Linked DNA regions of Mus musculus: regions 1 and 3 are each linked to region 2. A link is a contact called in public promoter capture Hi-C data. All regions are on one chromosome and are shown on one strand. Each heading gives the region's core, a stretch centred on a gene start, on an enhancer-like site or on the middle of the called end of the contact. The rest is flanking DNA. Distances are from core to core; before and after follow the strand shown. Region 1 holds the start of Fhod1 (formin homology 2 domain containing 1). Region 2 holds the start of Cmtm4 (CKLF-like MARVEL transmembrane domain containing 4). Region 3 holds the start of Hsf4 (heat shock transcription factor 4).

Region 1 (3,478 bases), core at 492-2,991, 950 kb before region 2:
ATGCAAGACGCAAATCTGGAGACCTAGGGGCTTGGGGGCGGGTCCTCTGCGGGCCGCTAGCCTGGCGTGCGGGCGCGCGAACACACACACACACACACACACACACACACACACACACACACACACACACACACTCACCGATTTTGGCTAAGCTGGCCACCAGGATCCACAGGGCCACCAGGTAGGGCGCCTCCACCTCGTGCCACTGCCAGCGGAAGAGCGCCAAGCCTGGAGGAGGCTCACCCAACGGCCCGGACTCCTGGGTGGGTTCTTCTGTGGCCCCCGCCCCCGCCAGGGGCAACCCGGGCAGAAGAAGCAGTGCGGCGCTCAGCATCTTGCTGTCCTCCGGGCACTGCACGGCCGCCGGCCCCGCGTCGCTGCCGCCGCCGCCGCCGCCGCTGCCGCCGCCTACCCGGCGCCCCCGCGTCACAGGCACGTGGGGCTCACTCCCCCCAATCCGAGCTCCGATACCCCCAGGCCAGGTCCGGACCCCGAGACCCTGCCCAGGATCCTAGCAGTTAGGATCCCCTCCTCCATCTCTTCTAGGTTAATCTCATCTCCGGAAATTCCCCAGCATAACCCTCCTAACCCCTCGAGTCCTGAAACCCACTCTTTCGAGTGTGCTCTCCTAAACCGCCTCTCCTCCGGATTCAGAAAGGTGACCAGCCACCGCGTCCCGGAGCACCAAGAAGGACGGGGGTCTCGGGAAGCAGAGACAAGCGCAGCTACTGCAGAACACCGCCCAGCAGCGGGCCACCCGTCCCAGGTGCTCAGGCTGCGGGTCCCAGTGCTAAGCTGAGAAAACCGCAGGGGGCGGTGCGCTGCCGCCTTCCAGCACGATCTCCAAAACCTGGGACCCCCCTACCGGACCACAGCTGCGCACGCGCACTGGGCACACCCAGAAAGCCTAATGGACAACGGTGCTCTCAACGTACCCAGAAACCTCAAGGCCGGGACGGACCCGGCTCTTTCCAGGCTGAAAAGCTGGCTATTCCTCATCTCTCCAGAGCCCAGAGGCGCCGCCTTCCCTTTCCTTCAAACTACAGGGAACTGTTTGCCTATTCCATGGATCTGAGAGGACCTTATGGAATTCCCTTTAAATTAGGAACAACTTGGGGCATTTGACTCATCTCGCCCCAAACCGAAGAATGTCTCCACTTTTCATTCATCACCCAAGCCGAAAAAACATGTGCTACCTGCCTCCTCACAGTGACTCATCCCATTCTTTTTCGAGAAAGAGCACCCGTCCTCTTTTTTTTTGCCCCCACAGCTAAAGGGGACTGAATCCACCTCTTCTTTCAAATATAAAATCTATTTCCACTTCTTATTCCACATTGAAAGAGATTCTTCTTACTGCTTTCCCCAAATGAGAGAAATGCTTTCATTTGTCTTTCAAGCTAGCAATTAGTCCCATCTCGTCCCTTGAGAGTGGCCCAGCTACCCAGATTATCCGAAGAGATTTACCCCCCCCCCCCCATCTGCCCTAAAAATCCTTACAAAGATCCGCTGCAGCCTCGCCCATACCAAATCTAAAGAAAGTCTCCCCGCCCTCTGCTCTGAGGCGGAGCGGGAGCTCGGGTTTTCCCGCCCTCCTAGCAATGGAACTAACGGGATCACCAGCTCTCTGAGTGGCTGGCCCAAGCGCCGCCTCCGGCGGTGGTTAACCCCGAGCGCGCGCTCGCCGCTCAGTCTTGGCTCCACCCCCTTCCTTGGTCCTACCTTCATCTGGCTCCGCCCCTCGAGCCGCGAGCGTCCGGCCCAGCCTGGCCCGGCCCTAACAGCAAAGTTTAGTCGAGTTGAAGTTGCAGCATTTGCAGGGGACACAAGAGGCGTCCAGCGGTAGCCGGTGGCAGAGCCATGGCGGGCGAGGAAGAGCGCGGGGATGGGGACCCAGTATCCGTGGTAACTGTGAGAGTGCAGTACCTGGAAGACACCGACCCTTTCGCTTGTGCCAACTTCCCGGAACCACGCCGGGCCCCCACCTGCAGCCTGGACGGGGCTCTGCCCCTGAGTGCGCAGATCCCTGCTCTGCACCGACTCCTGGGGGCGCCTCTTAAGGTGAGGGGCGCTGCGGAGGTTGAGGTGGGCGGTGGACAGACAGTGCTTCTAGGAGAGAGATCGTCACGGGCGGGTGCTCGCCTCCAGAAAAGTCTCCGGCCGGGGTCCTAAGGTCTATGCTCCTCTGCCTACAGGGGGAGACTCAAGTTGAGGGGACAGTATAGAAGCCAAATGAGAGTTTGTGATTTGTTCCACTCGGGCTTCCCTTGAAAGTTAGGCCCTCCTGAAGAGGTGCTTGGAGTCCCCTCGCTGCCTCTTTGCCAGGGTTGCTGCTGTGGTTGTAGCGGATTGGGGAAGTGGAGTTGGGAAGGGACAGACTTCCACCTGCTCCAGGTAGTCGGGGGCGGGGCCCCAAAGAGGGGCGGGTTTAGGGAGCAATCATAGAAGGGATCGAGGCTACCGGCTGGGTTGGGTCCTTGGAATACAGTCTCTCCAGCGCTGTTGAAGACTGGAGTCCCAGCCAGGATGAGAGGAGTCCCTTGGAAGCGGCCGTGCGCTCATGGGAGGCTGCCCGGGTGGGAAAGCCCTTTGCGTCACCGCCCCCATGGTCCCTTAGGCCCGCCGCTGGTGGCCTACGCCTGGAAGGGAGGGGGTGGATCAGTCTAATTTTAAACCGCTGGCCTACCCTAGTTGCCGACGTTCCTAGGCCGACTTTGCTCAGTTAGAGAGGCATTTTTCCGTATGTCCAGCAGGACCACCCCTCCCCTCCTGCTGGCCTCCCCTCCACCTCCCCGCAGGCATCCCTTTCCGGCTTGCTTTTTCCGGGCCAGGACTCCCAGAGGCATACACACTACCACCCCCCAGGGTTCCTGACCTGCGGGTTAGCTGGGAGCTGTGAGGGAGATGGGAGGGAGTTGATGGGGTGCCACAATTGGGCGCGGGGTTGCGTAAACATGGCCCTTAGCCCCGGGGTCTCCCCTGGAATGTGCCCTAGGCTCCAGGCCTCTAAACTGCATTCCTCGCGTTGCAGCCAGCCCTGCCTCCAAGTGCAGTCAGGAGGGGGTCGGCGAAACTTGGCCTGGGGAGTGGCCAGTGGCCAGGCAGAGCCCCAGCTCTTTAAGACCACAGCTGGAAGAATGCAGCATACTGCCCACCTCCAGAGTTTTCTGCGTAGTCTACTTTGTGTTCTTCTACTGCTCTGTTCAGAGGGGTCTGGAGGAAGCTTGCCCAGTCTGAGGTCACCTGGCATTTAGTATACGGACTACAGAGAAAAGGGTGCAGAATTGCAACTGTTTAGACAGACCAGGGAGAAAGGGGTGTGGAACTGAGTCCACTTACCCGCAATACTAATGAAAATCCGTGGCCAGGAATAAGGTGATGACGGAGACGGTAGCACTTTGCCTAGTATGTGCAAGGCCCTGGGTTCGATCCCCAGTATCACAAATCCATGCATGTATAAGGCTAGAGAGCAGACGATACT
Region 2 (3,832 bases), core at 431-2,930:
ATCTTGCATTTTCCTGCCTGCTGTCTCCTCTCCCCCACCTCCCACACAAGCACTTCTAGACTTTGCTGGCGCCCTTGAGCCTTTTGTTGTGATGTGTAATCTGGGTTGTATTTCAACCTTTCCCACGGCAAGCTTGGATGTCCATTCTCTTAGATGTGCCGTATCAGTTGCTGTGTGCACATTTCTCTCCAGCATCTAGTGTTCTATCCTTTGTCTCCGTTCCTACTCATTGTCCCTGGGGTATCAATAGACCTTTGTAGCTGCCATTTCAGGAGGGTTTTAAGAGAGAGTAGAGTTTGTCTTCAAGGATTTATTGTTTTGTTTTTTTGAGACAGGGTTTCTCTGTGTAGCCCTGGCTGTCCTGGAACTCACTCTGTAGACCAGGCTGGCCTCGAACTCAGAAATCCGCCTGCCTCTGCCTCCCAACTGCTGGGATTAAAGGCGTGTGCCACCACTGCCCGGCTGTCTTCAAGTTTTTAAAAAAGCTATTAACATTTGTCCTTGGGGTGGCAGGACTCTGGTGTGTGCTTTTGGAGGCCAGAGGACAGCTTGTAAGGACTGGCTCTCTTCTTTCACCCATGGGTCACAGGAACTAAACAAAGGTGGTCAGATTTGGTGGCAAACACTCTTACCCACTGAGACTTCTCAACATCCCTGTCCTCAATTCTTAGCATATTGCTTAGCTTACAGTAAGTGTCCCCCCCCCCTCAAAATATTTAGTAAGTCAAATAATATAAATATTGAAGCTGGTATCCTTTCAGCTTTGGAAATAGACCTTGTGTTCTACTCATTGAATATTTGGTGCCCTTGGACAAGCCACTTCTACTCTGAAAGCTTTGTCTCCACTTGTGTAAAATAGTAATGATTATAACACTTCATTTGGTGCCTTCCTCAAGGACCGGAACAGATCTGTATTCAGGGTGCTGAAAGGTTCAGTGTCAAAGTGACAATTCTTAGAAAGTTAGTGTTTTACTTAAGCTTAAAATTAGTCTTCACACTTGAATGACAAATTGGTCTATAATTAATGCCTCCAGGGCAAAATTTGAGTGTCGCCTAGCTTGATGCTTAGAGGTAGCAAAACTTTTCTCAGCCAGGATAGGGAACTGATATTAGTTGCCAAGCACCTACTGTGTGCTCATATATTTCTCCTATGCCAGCATGCTGGATCCCAAATTGACACTGGGGTTGTGTGGATTCTGCGGGCTCCATTAACCCCGACCTCCCCCACCCCCTCACAGGCTGTACCTCTGACACAGAATAGGGTTGTCTCAGTGTGCCCAGCGTGGGAACACACACACTTAAACCTGCAGACGATCCCACTTTCTCTAAAGCAGGCTCTAAGGCTGCGGGCAGAGAAAACAGCTTTGTGACTCTTTGGTCAGTCTCCATTCTCTCCACCCTTTTTCCCTCTTTTGGTCTGGGCCTTTCCTTGCAAGGGCCGCCGGCGACCACCCCGGAGTCTGGGCCAGACGCCCAGCAGGTGAGGGCGTGGTGGGGGCGTGACTAAGGCTCCTCACCGGCCCCGCCCCAACCTGCAACGCCCCTCCTCTCCCCCACGACCCCCCGCCCCCAGCCCTCAGCGCCCCGCCCCTCCCCGCGCCGGCCGCAGTCTCCGCCCCCTCCGGGCCGGCGCGCGGCTCCCGCCTCCTTCCCTCGGCGCCCGCTCCCGCCTCCCTCCCTTTCCGCTGCCGAGGCGGCGGGAGCCGAGCCCCAGCGGACCGAGCCGCGGCCGCAGCGGGCGGCGGGCGCAGAGGCGGCGGCGGTGGGGTGGTCTGGCGACGGCGATGCGGCGGCCGCTCTGAGCCTGCCCGCTCCAGGCGCCGGGGGAACCGGCCGCGCGGGGCGGCAGCATGCGGGGCGGCGAGGAGCTGGACGGCTTCGAGGGCGAGGCCTCGAGCACCTCCATGATCTCGGGCGCCAGCAGCCCGTACCAACCCACCACCGAGCCGGTGAGCCAGCGCCGCGGGCTGGCCGGCCTGCGCTGCGACCCGGACTACCTGCGCGGCGCGCTCGGCCGCCTCAAGGTCGCCCAAGTGGTAGGTGCCGGGCGGGGCTCCAGGTACGAGCGGGCGGGTCGGCGGCCTAGCCCGCGCCTTCTTTACCCGCACCCGGCCGCGGGGGAAGGCCCGGCCGACCAGAGTCGGGTTCGGGCTGCGCGGTCCCCGCTCCGCGCACTCCGTACTCCGAGGTCCTTGGGCTGCAGTCCCTGCTCCTCTGGGGACCGCGCCCTCGGCCGGAGTCTGCCTTTTGCAGCTCCGAAGCCTCAGGGGTGCCTGGTGCCTGCACACCTGCTCCGGGGCCTACCTGTGCCCTCCCTGCTTCATCGACAAGAGGTTGGTGCGCAGAGCCGGTTGCGAGGGCCGTGCCATCGCCTGGCTACTACTGTGCTTAGCAACTTGTAGCAGGTTTTCCGGCTCGCGTAACCCCCAGACGGTTCTCTGCTAACAGAGGCCGGGGGCTGTGGCATGGTTTCCTCCCTGGCGCCTAGCAGGGTGCCCAGCAGATGGTGGATGCTCAATAAATATTTGTTGAATGGAGGCGTGTAGCCCAGATGCAGTGGGGGAGTCCAGATCTACCCACAAAGCCTCCAGTCTTTACTGCGGACGTTGGCTTCCTTCATAGCATCCTGTAGTCTCAGCACTGGTGGTGGCTTCTTGGGACTGCCCAAATTGGTACCCAGAGTTAAGTCACTCTGGGAGGGCGGCCAGTTTGGGAGGTGACAGATACGGGGAACTTTCTGTTGGACTTAGGCATTCGAGAGCACATTTCTTGGTGGGTCCCCCCCCCCCCGCGACCCCCCAGAGTGTTTGGTTCAGGGGCTTGTGGGTTCTGTTTCGGTTTTGTGGTTTTGTAGCAGGTCCCTTTGGGCAGTGTAGTTTATCTTTGTGGTGGACTGGGCACAGTCCAGTTTAAAAAAAAAACCTTTGTATTCCTCCTATTCTCTGTCACAGGTAGCCTTTCACCGAGGCCTCAAAACTTTATAGACTTGTCACCCTGACAGAGAAGCCCTTTGCACAGAACTGCAACATATTTGCATTTTCCTTCTGGGAGCGGCAGGCCTGTTCGGCTTATTAACTGAGTGCATACGTTAATCTTTCTTGGGAGAAATACCATATGTGGACACCCTTTAAATAAAGGTCCCTGTGTTTGTAGGTTGTAGACTCATGGAGAGTTTCCTCTCTTCTCTGCGGAAGGCTTGGTCTTCTGATGCCTAGTTTTAAAGGGCATTAGTGAGAAATAAGTGGAGCAAGTTCCCTATCTTTACATTTTAAAACACTCTTAATCCAGGAATCTGGAATGTTCTCAGGGATACCAAGCTTCTGTTAGCCATTGCTATTAGCAGAGAGAATGTCGGTGTGGGAGCGATACGTAATCCTTTTTTTAAAAGAGCTAGCTAGCTAATGTTTGAGTGCGGTGTAGATAATCAGAAGTAAGAAAAGGGCAGGGCTGAACTTGGAGCCAGAAGGTGGACTCCAGGGCCTGGTCAGGGACCTTCTTAGTTTACTTAGCAGGCCTTTGAAAGTAAGGACAACTCTTAACTTGCCTCTCAGGATGGAGATGGAGTGGTTTGTACAGAACATTAGCCGCTCACTGCTGGGACTTGGCTGTCTGCAGGAGCTGGAGCTGGAGCCGGAGCCAGCCATGCTTCCTCCTTTGGGGAGGTGTGGTTGTGTGGTCATCCTTACTTTCCATGTGGAAGGACTTTAGGGGCCAGCCTTTAAAAGCTTTCCTAGTTGCCGAGTGTCTACTGTGGATTGTGTACTGGCAAGTGAAGAGATGGTCACTTGAGTGATGTGGCAGTCTATGGTCTGCTGCCCTCTGGGTTCTCAGC
Region 3 (3,652 bases), core at 663-3,162, 870 kb before region 2:
GTCAGGGAAGGGAGTTCTGGCGGTGGGGATGCAGGTGTCAACACCACAGACTTTCTTACTCACAGTTTTCTCTTGGCTCCTGTACTGCTGGGCCCTGTCTGAAGTGGCCCAAACAGGCACTGGATTAGCTGAAAAGAAAGGGCTAATTTATACTTCAGCCCAGGCCTTTCACCCTAGAAAGGCAATTCCTGGTCTAATGGGAAGGGGTGGAGGTGTGGGGTAGCCATGAGTGGGGAGGATAAGAAGTTGGGGCAGAGGAACACCTTGCCGATGACCCGGTGCTGCTGACTGTGGCTCTGCCGCAAAGTTACCACCTCTCGCCACAAGATCTCGTTCTGCCTGGGGAAAGCGGGAGGAGGATGCTGAAGCATCTGAGTTCGCCCAGGTACAATTCCCCCCCACCGCCTCCCCCTCAGAATGGAGAGGTCCAGACTCTGTTGCCAGCAGAGGGGATACTCATCTTATAAGACTAAAGTTTCAGAGTTGGACCCATTGTCTTCATGGAGGCTCCAACCAAAGAGCGGAAGGAGCTGCCCAGAACCCCTAGGTGGCCAGTGAGCCTCTCACCCCTAACTCCACCCTTCCTTCCCTGTCCCGCACTGCCTGAGTTCCTGCAGCCGTGCCTCCGTGCTCTCCTGCACTCCTCTCAAAGCTTGCACCTCTCCCAGCAGTCGGCTCAGGTCTTCCGGACGCCATCGACTGTCATCGCCTCGCAGCGCAGGTACCTGCAGGCAGGAGGCACCATCCGGGACACATAAGGCAGAGCCAGAAGTACCAACATTGGTGCCTTCCCATTTTTTCTGCAGTTTGTCCCACCTTGCGGCGCACGCGCTCCAGTAGCTGCTCGCGGCCTCGCACGAAGCTCGGATGCTGAAACTCAACGTGGTCACGCTCTGGTCTGAGCAGGCCACCTTGCTCGATGCTCACCACCTTCCGAAAACCATCTAAGGAACAGTGTGCGGAAGGGCGGGGCGGGGCGGGGTGTGAGCGTGAATCGCTCCATCCTCTGCACTTAGTGACCCCCCAAACCCACTCCCCGCTTGGCAAAGGGACTCACACATGTTGAGTTGGCGAACAAAGCTCGCCATGTTGCTGTGCTTGAAGTACTGGGGCAGCACTTCCTTGGCGAAGCGGCTCTGATCACTTACGAGGAAGCTGGTGCCACTCTACCGAGAACGAACCACAAACACCCGCAAGCGGGTGGGGACCAGACAACGTGAGTGGGTGCCATTCACGGCTGGGCCATACTCACTGTGGGGGTCCAGATTTGTACCTCATTGGGAGGTAGGACTTGGCCAGGTCTGTACCATGTAGAGCCTATCCTACCATAACCGCAAAAGAATTCCTACCCTAACTAGACCTACACGCAGTTCTCAGAAAGAATTAGCACACACCCACCCCGGGTCCATCTCAGACTGGTCCCAGACTCACTACGTGACTCTGAGCCGGAGATCGAGCCAGCTCTTCTCTTTTCTTGGCCTGTTTTCTCATCAGTCGATGAAGTAAAGTGAGAATTACCCTGGTCTCTGTGGGCTCTAGGACCCTTACTTCTCCCCATCTTTGCTTCACACACCCCTTCCACCGTGATCCACTCTGGACAGCTGAATTGAGGTACTCACAGCCCAGGCCCAGGCGGGGGCTGGGTGGACAGGGGTGTTCACGACATTGGAGGGATCCCGGGGACCACTGAAGGAGTTGAGGGGCCCCAGCCCTCACCGGGCTCCAGCGGATGAGGTGGTCGGTGCCTGGGTCGCCTACCAGCGCCCATAGCTTGCCGAGGAAGGCAGGTACCGGGCTGGGGCCTGGCTCCGTGGGCAGCGCAGCTGGCGCTTCCTGCATGGCGCAGTCTCGGCCGGCCGGGCTCAGCGTTCCAGCCCGGCCGCTGCGGGCTTGTCAAAGCCGCGAAAGTGCTGCGTTTGCCGCCCGCCCCGCCCTACTCCGCCCCTGGGCGCCGGGTCAGGCGGGGGCCGCGTGCGAACCCAAGAGGCGGGGCTCGGACAGCGGCCCAGCCACCGGCGGAGAGGAAGGGCTGGCTGAAACGTAGGTGTGTGGGTGGGTGAGCCCACGTTCGAGTCTCGAGTGCCTCTCTTTCTCTGTTGTTTTGGGAGAAAACATCTGGTGGGCTCGGAAAGTCCTAGTTCATCTGTGGACACATTGAAGCCTAGGTAAGGGCGGGCAGATAGGGCGGTGGGTGAAGTTGGACTTGCCCGGTCTGCGAGGACGCTAGGAAACTGGTCATTCCCGAGGTATAGGGTGCCCGGATCCCGATCCCCCACAGTCACAGTACAAAGGCCCTTGAGGTCTCCTTGAATGTCGGGCCTGACTGCCCTTCCAGCCTTTGTGTATTTCCTGCCCCCCACCCCCACAGCTGACTCGAGATCACAGGACGCAGGAATATTAAAGGATTTATTTACTTTACACTCACCCTTGACTCTTGGCTCCTACTTGTGCCTGCCCTCCCCCCAGCTCTGGACCTGAGCTAGAGCTAGTGCGAGTGTACAGAGGGGACGGAGGGCCCAGAATAGACAGAGACACAGAGGTTGAGAGGGCTCGCTGAATTTATGGTGCCTGAGATTGGTCTGGATGCTTTCATAGACCCCCAGTTCCCCAAAAGCGCCTTAGTCAACGGAGCCCCTAAAGAGACTAGCAACTGGGGCGTGCCTGCGCAACTTGCTTAGGCCTTCCCGAGGCTTGGGGTTCGCGCGGCCCTGGGGGGGCTAGATTGCCCAATCACCGCACCAGTGTGGGCCGCCAGGGATGCGGCTCACGCTTTAGCTTGAGCGTATAGCTGCGCAGGCGCGGACAGTGCGCTCGGAAGGCGTCCAGTACCGAGGGTCTCACCACGCAGAAGCAGTGTATTTCTCTCAAGCCCGCGCAGCGCGCCGCCAGCTCCTCCAGCGCGGTGTGCAACTCCGGGGATGCGGACGCGCGCACCTCGAGGGCGCGCAAAGTTTCAGCGTAGTGGCGCGTTGCGAAGCGCACGGGTCCTACAGTGTCACCGGAGAGGTTGAGACGCAGCACAGCCACTGGTACTGCTGGTTGCAGGATGCGCGTCACGGCCTCATCTGGAAGCACAGGCTCCAGCTCCAGCTCCACCTCCAGCCCAGGATGGCGGCAACTCAGCGTCGCCCAGGCTTCATCAGGCAGAGGGGAAGCACGAGCATCTTCGGGGCACGCGCACCTCAGTGCCAGAAGTGCAAAAGGGGAGCGATGCGGAGCGGCTAGCAATTCCAGCGCGGCGCGCGACATACTAGCAAGGTGCAGTCCAAGGGCGCGCAAGTGAGGACAGGCCTCCAGTAGTTTGAGCACAGAAGTGGGCTGCACGCTGTTCACCAGTGCATGGTTGTCCAGGAAAAGACTGCGGAGCTCGGGACAGCCAGCAGCAGCCTTAAGCACCAGAGTGTCGTCCAGCGTGTAGGGCAAGTGGCGCAGGTCGAGGTGGCGAAGTTGGTGAGCAGCTCCGCAGACTGCGTGCACAGCTCCCAGGATGTCCTGGCCCGCATCAAAAAGCGGTTTCTCTCCGCGGCACTCCAAGCGCAGGCCTCGGAGCCTTGGGGCTCGGCTGGCCAGAGCGGTCAGCAGCTCGGTGGCCGTTCCGCGGCTGGGCTTCTTTGATGGCTCATATTCCAGCCTTAGGTTGTGAATGTGGTCC

The links. Promoter capture Hi-C pulls out the DNA fragments that hold promoters and counts their contacts.
Region 1: a contact with region 2 is called in a promoter capture Hi-C map of embryonic stem cells, with 3 times the contacts expected there. The contact joins the promoter of Fhod1 here to the promoter of Cmtm4 in region 2. A contact is called at or near these places in 2 of 39 promoter capture datasets (embryonic stem cells and second pharyngeal arch cranial neural crest), 1 of 484 Hi-C or Micro-C datasets (embryonic stem cells) and 1 of 115 datasets of contacts at active chromatin or transcription factors (pancreatic cancer cells).
Region 3: a promoter capture Hi-C map of hippocampal neurons shows a contact between it and region 2, with 3 times the contacts expected there. The contact joins the promoter of Hsf4 here to the promoter of Cmtm4 in region 2. A contact is called at or near these places in 4 of 39 promoter capture datasets (cranial neural crest, embryonic stem cells, hippocampal neurons and 1 more), 1 of 484 Hi-C or Micro-C datasets (embryonic stem cells), 9 of 115 datasets of contacts at active chromatin or transcription factors (astrocytes, bone marrow-derived macrophages, embryonic forebrain and 4 more) and 1 of 9 other capture datasets (liver).

The regions. Positions count from the first base shown.
Region 1 is chr8:105,346,233-105,349,710 of GRCm38.p6, reverse strand. It overlaps Fhod1 (formin homology 2 domain containing 1), which reads left to right and starts at 1,741. Exons shown (of 22, transcript NM_177699.4): 1 at 1,741-2,058. The coding sequence starts at 1,858. Slc9a5 (solute carrier family 9 (sodium/hydrogen exchanger), member 5) reads right to left here and starts at 1,453. Exons shown (of 16, transcript NM_001081332.1): 1 at 139-1,453. The coding sequence starts at 334. It overlaps Gm46049 (a long non-coding RNA gene), which reads right to left. Exons shown (of 4, transcript XR_003947441.1): 2 at 3,337-3,478; 3 at 2,873-3,259; 4 at 2,055-2,636.
Region 2 is chr8:104,393,655-104,397,486 of GRCm38.p6, reverse strand. It overlaps Cmtm4 (CKLF-like MARVEL transmembrane domain containing 4), which reads left to right and starts at 1,680. Exons shown (of 4, transcript NM_153582.5): 1 at 1,680-2,036. The coding sequence starts at 1,851.
Region 3 is chr8:105,268,061-105,271,712 of GRCm38.p6, reverse strand. Hsf4 (heat shock transcription factor 4) reads right to left here and starts at 1,912. Exons shown (of 13, transcript NM_001256042.1): 1 at 1,717-1,912; 2 at 1,058-1,166; 3 at 817-944; 4 at 601-725; 5 at 264-339; 6 at 64-128. The coding sequence starts at 1,839. It overlaps Fbxl8 (F-box and leucine-rich repeat protein 8), which reads right to left. Exons shown (of 3, transcript NM_015821.2): 3 at 2,387-3,652. The coding sequence ends at 2,731.